2 separate regions of the Mus musculus genome follow, and region 2 is linked to region 1. The links are chromatin contacts, called in public HiChIP or PLAC-seq maps. All regions are on one chromosome and are shown on one strand. The core of a region is the stretch at or near the end of the contact, and the rest is flanking DNA. Distances in the headings are between cores, read along the strand shown.

Region 1 (4,701 bases), core at 806-3,305:
GTAGGGAATCTTCCCATAGGTGACAATCTCATACAGGAGAATTCCGAAGGACCACACGTCAGATTTGATAGTGAAGCAGCCGAAGTTGATGGCCTCTGGAGCTGTCCACTTGATAGGGAACTTCGCACCTGAGGAGGAAGATGTGGGCTCCTACTCAGAGTTCAAGCTAATGATGGGTTATGAGTAATTTTCTTCTTTGACTTTTTTTTTTGAAATTTAAGTAATTTACTTGGAATAGAAAAGATACAATCAAAATGGATGTGGTGTCAAATTTGTTCACCTCCCTTTCTTGCATATCCCTTTTGGGTCCTCCCCTCCTTAGAAGCAGTTTCTTCTGGAACCTCTATGGGGCACTGTAGCCAGTTCAACTTTAAACACAAAAGGGCATGGTGTACAGTGCAAATACAATTTTCTTATATTGTTGGCCTTTCAAATGTGTTGAAATTTTTATCTAGAGTTTAGCATGCTGACATGCACCTGTATTCTCAGCGGAGGGATGGAGCATCTCTTGGTACAAGAAATTTAAAGTTAGAGCTGGGCATGGTGGCACACACCTTTAATCTCAGCAGTCAGCACTCGGGAGGCAGAGGCAGGCAGATTTCTAAGTTCGAAGCCAGCCTGGTCTACAAAATGAGTTCCAGGAAAGCCAGGGCTATACAGAGAAACCCTGTCTCAAAACACCAAAAAAAAAAAAAAAAAAAAAAAAAAAAAAAGGAATTTAAAGCTAACCTGGAAAGCAATGCAGGATCACATCTCAAAAACCCAAACCAAACAAACCTATGAAAATGTCAAACCAAACCTCTATAAAACAGTTCAGGTTTTTCCTTAATGGGCCCATTCTAAGTTTCCATGGATACATCTTATATTTCATTTAAATTTGCCTACTTAACTTCTAGTGCTGGGGATGAATGCTAAGTACACATTTGACCACTGAACTATATCCACAGCCAGAATTATATATAATTTCCTTAAAGGAAAGCAAGACTTGGCACAGACTGTAACTTGATCATTCATGGAACTGCTAAGGGTTCATAGCCATTGCTTGAAGACATTACCTTTACTATGTCTTTGCATGAGTTTTCTTTTGAAGTGCCTTACTAAAACTGGAAGTCCCTACAAGAGCAATAAAGACAGTTGTGTACACCTGTTGTGTGCTGGAGCGTATCACTGATTCCTGGACTATTGCCAGACAGTCTGGAGCAGTGCTGCATGATGGGAGGACAGAGATGCAGAGACTGAGAGCATCTCCATGTTACCACTTTCTATTTGGTTCAATCCTAACATGTTCCTTATGATCTTTGTACCTTTCTGGTATTTTTCAAAGACTCACTGCTTGCTGGTATCAACAAACCAGTGGACTCGGTTCTTGCTCATGTACTTAGAAGCCGGATTCTCTGGTGCGGATCCAGACTCAGCCCCTTACAGAGTGATCTCTAGAGCTGCAGAACAGCTGAGGTCTGTCATCAGTGGTCTGCAGCATTGAATGAGTGTAACAAACGTCTCTGCAGTTCAGGGAAGCACACATACTTTATTATTGAGAGAAAAAATCTACCTGACAGGCTAAAAAAAAAAAAAAGAATCTTAATTTTGCCAATTCAGTTTTGTTTTAGTTTGACGAATTGAAATACGAGGCTGGATGTACACACCTGTGTAATCCCAGCACTTGGGAAGCTAAGGCAGCAGGATTTAGAGTTTGAGGCCAGCCTGGGTTACACAGCAAGACCGTGCTACCACTCAGTGGTTGAGCTCTTCCCTTGCAAGCACGAGGCCCTAGTCCATTGATCCCCAGTACCAAAGAGTAAAACAACCCCTTATCTAAGAAACAGCGAAGAAGAAAATAGTTGCTACTGTTTATGAATCTTGTTACACAGCAACCCCCTGTCTTGAAGGTAGACGTGAGGACTGTGGGAACAGAGAGAACACTTGGTGGAATTGGGGGTGGAGAAACAGGAGGGCATCAGGCACGGGGGTCAAAGTGTGGAAAGCAGAGCACAAGCCTGCAGTGAGATGGCCTCTGTGGCCCAGCACACATACCTTCCCTTGCTGTGTACTCGTTATCTTCGATGACTCTCGCGAGGCCAAAGTCTGCAATCTTGCACATGAGTGACTCAGAGACCAGGACGTTAGCAGCTCGCAGATCACGGTGGATGTAGTTCTTCCGCTCGATGTACGCCATGCCTTCTGCAATCTGCAAATAGAAGGGGCTCAGGCTTGTATTCTAGATAGGCTGTCATGGTTGGCCATCAAGAAAAACAAAACAAACACAAACACAGAACTTGAGCTTTTGAGATTCTTTCATGTGTATTATTATTCCTGTTGTTCACATTTTTAAGATAGTGCTAAAGTCACCCTTAGAATCCTTTCTAAAATCTGTCCCTAACATCTACAATGATGATAACTTCAAAGAAGGTTTTATTATCTGTATGTCTCTGTGTGTGTTCATATGTGTATGTGTGTGTTTGTGCATCTTTTGTGTGACAGTGTAAACATTGCATGTAGTTGCTCATAGAAGCCAGAAGGGGGCATCAGATCCCCTGGAGCTGGAGTTGCAGGCAGTTGAGAGCAGCCCAACATGAGAACGGGGAACTGAACTTGGGCCCTCTCTAACAGCAGTTTGTGGTCTTAACTACTGAGCTATCTTTTTAGCCCCATGGTAATGGGTTTTGGTTTGGTTTTTTTTTTTTTTTTTTTTTTTTTTTTTTTTTTTTTTCCTTTCTTTCAGTTTTTCGAGACAGGGTTTCTCTGTATAGCCCTGGCTGTCCTGGAACTCACTTTGTAGACCAGGCTAGCCTTGAACTCAGACATCCACCTGCCTCTGCCTCCCAAGTGCTGAGATTAAAGGCATGCGCCACCACTGCCCGGCATAATCTTAGATTCTTAAGTGAGGAAATATATGCTATTCTCTGGATGTTGTAGCCCCCAAATTCATATATTGATACCCTGACCCTCAATATGATCCTTATGTGTTGGCAGTTGTAAAGTAATAAGTCAGGGCATCATGGAAGACTTGGTGTCCTTACACAAGAGACCACAGAGAGCTTCCTGGTCCCTTCCACCTTGGGTAGCCATAGCTGTTAAGGGAGAATGTGTGTGTGTGCATGCATGTGTGCATGCATGTGTGCATGCCTGAGCCAGGAACTGAATGTGCTGGCACTTCCTCCCGGACATCCCTAGAACTCTGAGAAGTAAATGCCTGTTGTGTGAGCCATGCAGTCCATGATGATTTGTGGTAGAAACCAGAACTAAGACAAAAGAAGTGAAGAAATTGAATTTTTAATAATACAAGTTCATTATAAGGCACCAGGACATGAGGGCTGTGCTTGTTAGTAAGACTCACTCTATCAAGATCTTGCTAAGGAAGAGCTGTAGGTCCAGCTCTCCAGAGCCTCTGAGCACAGTCCCTCAAGATGAACTGAATATACTCTGACAACAAAGCAAGGGCATGAGGCAGAATGAAGGATTCCAATAGACAATGACCTCGAGAGAAGAAGGTGCCACTTAGTGCTGGCAGGAAGTGTGGCAGAGCTCTAAAATAAATTAGAGGATTGTTCCACCAAATTACAGTCAAGGATAAGGAATGAAGGTGTGTGTGCATGTGTGCTTGTATGTGTTTATTTGTGTTTGTTTATGTGCATGTTTGTGGTGCGTGTTTGTGTGTGCTTGTGTGTGTGCATGTTTGTGGTGTGTGTTTGTGTTTGCTTGTTTGTGTGCATGTTTGTGATGTGTGTTTGTGTGTGCTTGTGTGTGTGTTTACGTGTGTTTGCTTGTGTGCAGGCTTATGGTGTGTGTGTGTGTGTTTGTGTGTGCTTGTCTGTATGTTTGTGTGTGTGTGTTTAAGAGAGTTAGAAGTCACTTCCAATTAGGATTACTTCTAATAGAGTCCATTGCCCCCCAGATTCTGCCTTAAACTGCAGCAGCTCATCTGGAAGGACCAGACTCCTCCATCACTGTGAGCAGCAGCCTCATTACATCATGCTGTGAAGCCCACTCAAGTCCCTTGCCCTCTACTGCTCAGCAAAGGAGCAGCTCTTTAGCACTTCCTTTCCTTCCAGGCCTCATCCTGGGTCCCCTTCCAGAGTCAACCAAGTCCCACCCTGAACCTTTCTCCTGTTCTACAGTGTTGTTTTGCACAAACACTACTGGCAGCTAAGGGTTGTAGCTTTACCTTTGTTTTTATTCTGTTCAGGTGCTTACTGTTGTCACGGCAACCAGATAATAAACACCTCTAAGACAAAGGCCGCACTGTATATCTTTTCTATTTCACTTTTATCTAGTGCAACTTTGCTGCTGTTACTAATCTCCCTCAGTAAAATGAGCTAAGGTTTTGTTTTTGTTTTAAGATTTATTTATTTATTTTATATATCATGCCTCAGTTATTCTTACTGCGCTGACACACCAACCTTAGGCAAACTTACTAAAGCCAAAGAAAGTGGAAGAGTGCAGAGCGTGCTGGGACTAAGCAGAAGAATGGGCCAAGCAGTTGTTACACAACTGGATGGAATGTTTGGCTTAAGGAGACAGAGAGATCCCTTGCTGAAATGAGCCAGAGGCAGGTTCTAGAGCCCCAGCGGGATACAAACAACTGTGTGGTCATTACTGATGGTCTCTGAGCCCGTTTCCAGTCCTCCTTAGTTATTGCCTTTTTGAAATGCTGGTCACACCTAGCTAACAGTCTAATAATTATATAGACCCTGGGCACGG
Region 2 (4,701 bases), core at 1,386-3,885, 160 kb before region 1:
TTCCACAGTTAAGCAGAATTGAAGAACAGAGTCTTTGTTAGGCACATTTTGGTCATTTTTAAGTGTTATAGTGAAATAAAATACACTGGCCAGGAATATCTTTTTCACAGAAAAATATTTTATTCAATAACTGCTTAGGACAGATACCCACAAAATTAATATTGGTTTTTCCAAGTTAACCCTCATGACAATGAAAAGCAAAGCACCCTACCGACAAGCAAGGGTTTATGTCAGGATCTCTCAGCCGCCGAGTGACCATGGGCATCTTGTCTTCTTACTGAAGGCAGGCGACAGAAAAACAGGTCAGAAGGAAATGACCAGAAAATGTCATCAGCCCCACAAGTACTTTTAATTTAATTTACCCACAAAATTTAATTTTCAAAGTAGAAGGTACTCTATAGGAAACAATGAAACACACACAAACAAAAGTCAAGTTACTGCTTACTTAACATTCTAAAAAGCCATAGTTAAAAAAACAATGAATGAATTTTTCAATTCCCTTTCTACCTTCTATGTAGATTAATACTTTCCATGGGTTGAAGGAGGTCAGAGAATGCTACTGTGGCTCAGTAATTTTCCAATTTGAGTCTTAAAAATACAGCTTTGCAAAGGTTTTATCCATTAAAGACATCACATTACCCTAAGAGCCAATTAGCTATTGGAAGTCAAGTCATACACTTTATGAAGTCAGCCAATCAGTCATGGTCAAGTACAACTGCTCTTCAAATCCCAGTTCAAATGAAACTGTACAATTCTCTTGCAGGGGAAGAGGTTAAAAAAAAAAAAAAAAAAAAAAAAAACACAAGTCACAATTATTTGAGAAAGGGCTTCATTTATCTCAATATATCGATAAGGTATTGATGAGCCACCCACCATCTTTGAAAAAACGTCCTCTACTTAGCTTAAGGGGCTGATCTGGCTTACACACCCAAATGCTACTCTAGTTTAATCACTTTTCTACCGAAAAATCAAAGCAGATGCCAGAGAAATAAGGCAGTATGAAGTACACAACTCTACTGAATTAAAAAACAGAACAAAACAAACATGCATGGGCCTTTTCAGAGAAGTCCAACGTTTTGTATGAAATGTCACCAAAAACAATGTTAAACAAAATAATGTATATTCCAGAAAAGTAATTCAAGCCCATAAACTCTTAAGAAGTGAACATATTCTGAATCAATGGCCATCCAGTCCAACTTCTTCCATTCTGGTAAAGATCGGGATGTCTAAGCTAAAGGAGCCCAACTTTTCCCGGAGATAGAATCTGATTACTCTGAGTCCTTTAACTTTCAGTAATCACCAAATAATCATTTATGCCATGAACTTCATTGAAAATACCCAGCCAGTAGAAGCGTCTTGACAGGAAGGGCACTCAGTACAAAGTCCAACTATCTCTAGAAGCCTTTCCTCTTCGGAAGATAGTTTACAAGACTGCCTCTTCCTGAGAGAATACCAGAACTAAGAAAATCTACAGTCTTCTCTTCATGTCTCCCACAGAGCTCCGCTTGATCGTTCATGCATATAATAATCTCGACAATCTGATACGAACACAATTCACACTGCGTCCTGATCATGAGATTCTGTTGTTTCATTATCATCAGCCAGAAATTCTTTTAAAAAGTATCCACACAAAACAGGCATCAAATTTGCTGCTTCAGGCTATTCCCGTTTTACTGCTTTTTATTCTGGATACTAAATGCACTATAAACATGGTTTTCCTAATGTCACCTCCTTCGTATGAATTCCTGTGTTAACAGAAAAGGAAGAGGAAATGTCAATTTACATGGAGGAGTGTGGCTGAAGGACAAGATGGAGTGCCCTGCTAAAGAGGCCTTATCTGTTTACTTTTTGAAGGTGCAGGAGTGAACAACTGTTACAACACTGTACTACTTCCAAGATGACATTCAGAAAGAAAACCAGCCTGAGGGAAGACTGCAAACCTACAGCACATCTGAGAAATAGTGCTAAAATCTACTCTAAAGGGCAAACTGCTTACCAAAAAAGTTCCTGATTTCCCACTCTTCGCAGCTTTGATCCGCAGTGGGGGAAGGGCACGTTACTGAACAAGTCCAGGCCCCCCAGGCTTCTCAGAGTCTGGTCTGTGAGTGTTAAATCCGGAAACAGAAATACAGCACACCATAAACCTGGGTACAGAGTACCAGGGACAAAATGTCAAAGTACACATCACAGGGATCTGAGAGGTCGGAGACGAATCTCCAAGAATGTAACTCCCGGACCGCACCGCCTTCCGAGGTGCCGCGCCGCAGAATCGGACGGTGGAGGGCGGGCACAGGTAAACACCACAAAAGGGGCTGGGAAGGAAGGGGGCGGCGTAGAGCGGGGACCTGGGGAGGGCAAGGAGGGGAGTGACACAATCCGGGGTGCCCAGACCTGCATGGGGTCACCTTCCGCTGCCCCGGCCGGACGAATCGCGTGGCGTGAGTAGCGGCAGGAGCATGCCGCGCCGCGGAGGGTTTGGCGCCACGAACTAGGGTCTGCCCTCGGCGCAGTGCTGTCCCGGGCCTGCTGTCCAGGGAGGGAGGGGCCGGAGACCACTCACCACAGGCCACCACTCAGCCAGCACCCGGGCCGGCTGCAGTTCCAAACACGTCAGTGGCTCACGCAGCAGGACCTTAAGTAGCGCGCACCCCAACGTGCTGCCCCCGCGCCCCCCGTTCCAGCTTGTCCAATCCACGCACGCCGCTGCCAGATTGACAGGCGCGCGGAACTCTGTGAGGTTGGGGCGGGCTCAGTTCGCTCCGCCCCCGGGCAGCGGGAGGAGGGCTCAAGCAGGAGGAGCGGGTGGGACGGCGTGAGACCCCGCCTTCTCCCCGCCCCACCGCGCCCCCCGCCCTTCAGCATCGCTCTTACCACTTCGGCCTGATGGGCAGCCACGTCAACCAATGAGCTCATCTGGACCCGGCGGCGGCCGCTCGGACTGGCCAGGCCCTGGGCGGAGCGTGAGGAGGGCGGGCACCTCGGCGGGCGGGGGCCAGGGCGGGCCGGCGGGCGGGCGCGGGGCGGGGGCGGGGGCGGCGGCCGAGCGGGCGGGGGGGGGGGTGGGGGGGGGTAGGAGGCGGCGGTGGGCGCGACGTCGGCGGCTGCGGCGGCGGCGGCGGCGGCGGCGGCAGCTGCAAGTTGAGCTGCAGGGGCAGCGCATACACTACAATGGCTGCTGGAAAGAGGCGTAAGGAAACAATTTCCAGGCCCGCCGCGTCCAGCCCGAAATATGAGAAAAAAATTATTAGAAATTCCGCGGGCGGTGTAAAGGCGGCGGACGGGCCGGAGGGAGGATGTTAAAGCTCCGCGGTGAGTTCTCCGGGGGTCCGGGGCGGCGGGGAGGCGTTTAGCGGGAGGAATATCAGGGTTATTTAAATTATGGGACTAGCCGAGGGGGCAGAGGAGCCGCGGCGGCGGCAGGAGGAGGAAAAGTTTGTGCTACTCCCAGCCCCTGCTCAGGACCCCAGAGAGAAAAATAATAATAAAAAATCAAATAAAATCGTGCGGCGGGGCTGCAAGGACTCCCGAGGTCGCTGCTGACAGGGCAGGGGGCGACGCGACTGGGGACCCGAAGGTGAGGTCGGTGGGAAAAAAAAAACCCTTTTATTCAGGGTCTGGAAAGTTTGAAAAGTTTTCCTCCTCCTCCTCCTCCTCCTCTCTGGTGCTGTGAATATTGTGACAGCGGCAGCGGCAGCAGAGAGAGCGGAAGACATTAGAGACCCGAAAAATAAGGGAAAAATTAATATAAATTCGGTTTTGAGAGGAAACTCTCCGCGTTTTCCACCAAAACATCCCGGGGGAAGGTCGCTTCCCAGAGGGCCTGGCGGAGACCCGCGGTCGGCAATATTTGGGGGGTACTGGGAGTGACTTGGGGTAACTTTGCCCCCTTTTCCGAAGAGGTTTTTCTTTTCTGGAGAAATGCATTTGTTTTTGCCCTCCTGCCCAGGTGGGAGAGCCGAGTCGGGGTGCGGGGTCCGCGGGGCGCCGGACCCAGCCGGGTGGCGACGGGGGCGTAGGGGGAGGGGGTGCTAAATGAAAGCAGGAGATCGGGACGGAGCAGGGACAGCTTGTTGTCAGTATCATAAACAACCAAAATGGAGGGAGAACTCAGGCATATAACCAAATAAAAATTGTTAAAAAATCGCAAAAAATCCCTAAAAATCCGGGATGCGCCCCCCTTTCTCGCCAAAGGTAAAAGTGTGAACCGCCTTTCCCCTGAAGTCCATTTGGACTTTGCAGGGACCAAGGAGTTAATATTTATTTATTTTTTAAAACTTTCGAAGGGCAAAAGCCTTTTATAACTCCACCGACAATGAGAAAACGTGAAAATCCAATGCAAGAGAAGCAGGGGGAGGGAGGGGGAGGTGGTAGTGCAGAAACTACTAAACTTATTGGTAATGTGGACTGATCTGAGATAAGATAAACACTATATTTGCTATTTTATAACTCCCTTTTAATGATCTGTGAGGAGGTTGCTTTTTGGGGTAGGAAAAAAAGTGATGCCATTTTCTTAATAGAGTTAATATGTGTGATTGGAAGAATAAACCTTTCCGGCTTTAGATTGCATTTTCGTCGCATTTATGCCTCGGGTTTTGTTAGTGGCTCCCTCCTTTCTTTAAGCTGGGCTCTCCAGAGGAGGGGTGGAAAGGTGCTGTTGCCCAGAGAGACTGGAGGGCAAGACTGGCGAACCTTCTGGGGAGG

Evidence for each region. HiChIP or PLAC-seq counts read pairs in DNA pulled down with a chosen protein or histone mark.
Region 2: an H3K27ac HiChIP or PLAC-seq map of microglia shows a contact between it and region 1, with 4 times the contacts expected there. The contact joins the promoter of Chchd7 here to the enhancer-like site in region 1. A contact is called at or near these places in 1 of 39 promoter capture datasets (pre-B cells), 2 of 115 datasets of contacts at active chromatin or transcription factors (intestinal villus epithelium and microglia) and 3 of 9 other capture datasets (adipose tissue, liver and pancreatic islet).

Annotation. Positions count from the first base shown.
Region 1 is chr4:3,778,400-3,783,100 of GRCm38.p6, reverse strand. Lyn (LYN proto-oncogene, Src family tyrosine kinase) reads right to left here. Exons shown (of 13, transcript NM_001111096.1): 11 at 2,035-2,188; 12 at 1-128. Among named protein-coding and RNA genes, the nearest start is that of Gm22781, 16 kb to the left of the region's middle. Within about 2 kb of position 2,055, at least 12 of the 459 cell types and tissues checked have an H3K27ac peak or open chromatin away from gene starts, as enhancers often do. A contact at or near this core is called in intestinal villus epithelium and microglia, where this site is marked.
Region 2 is chr4:3,936,822-3,941,522 of GRCm38.p6, reverse strand. It overlaps Chchd7 (coiled-coil-helix-coiled-coil-helix domain containing 7), which reads right to left and starts at 2,635. Exons shown (of 5, transcript NM_181391.4): 1 at 2,392-2,635; 2 at 1,997-2,144; 3 at 212-277. The coding sequence starts at 265. It overlaps Plag1 (pleiomorphic adenoma gene 1), which reads left to right and starts at 3,118. Exons shown (of 6, transcript NM_019969.3): 1 at 3,118-3,309.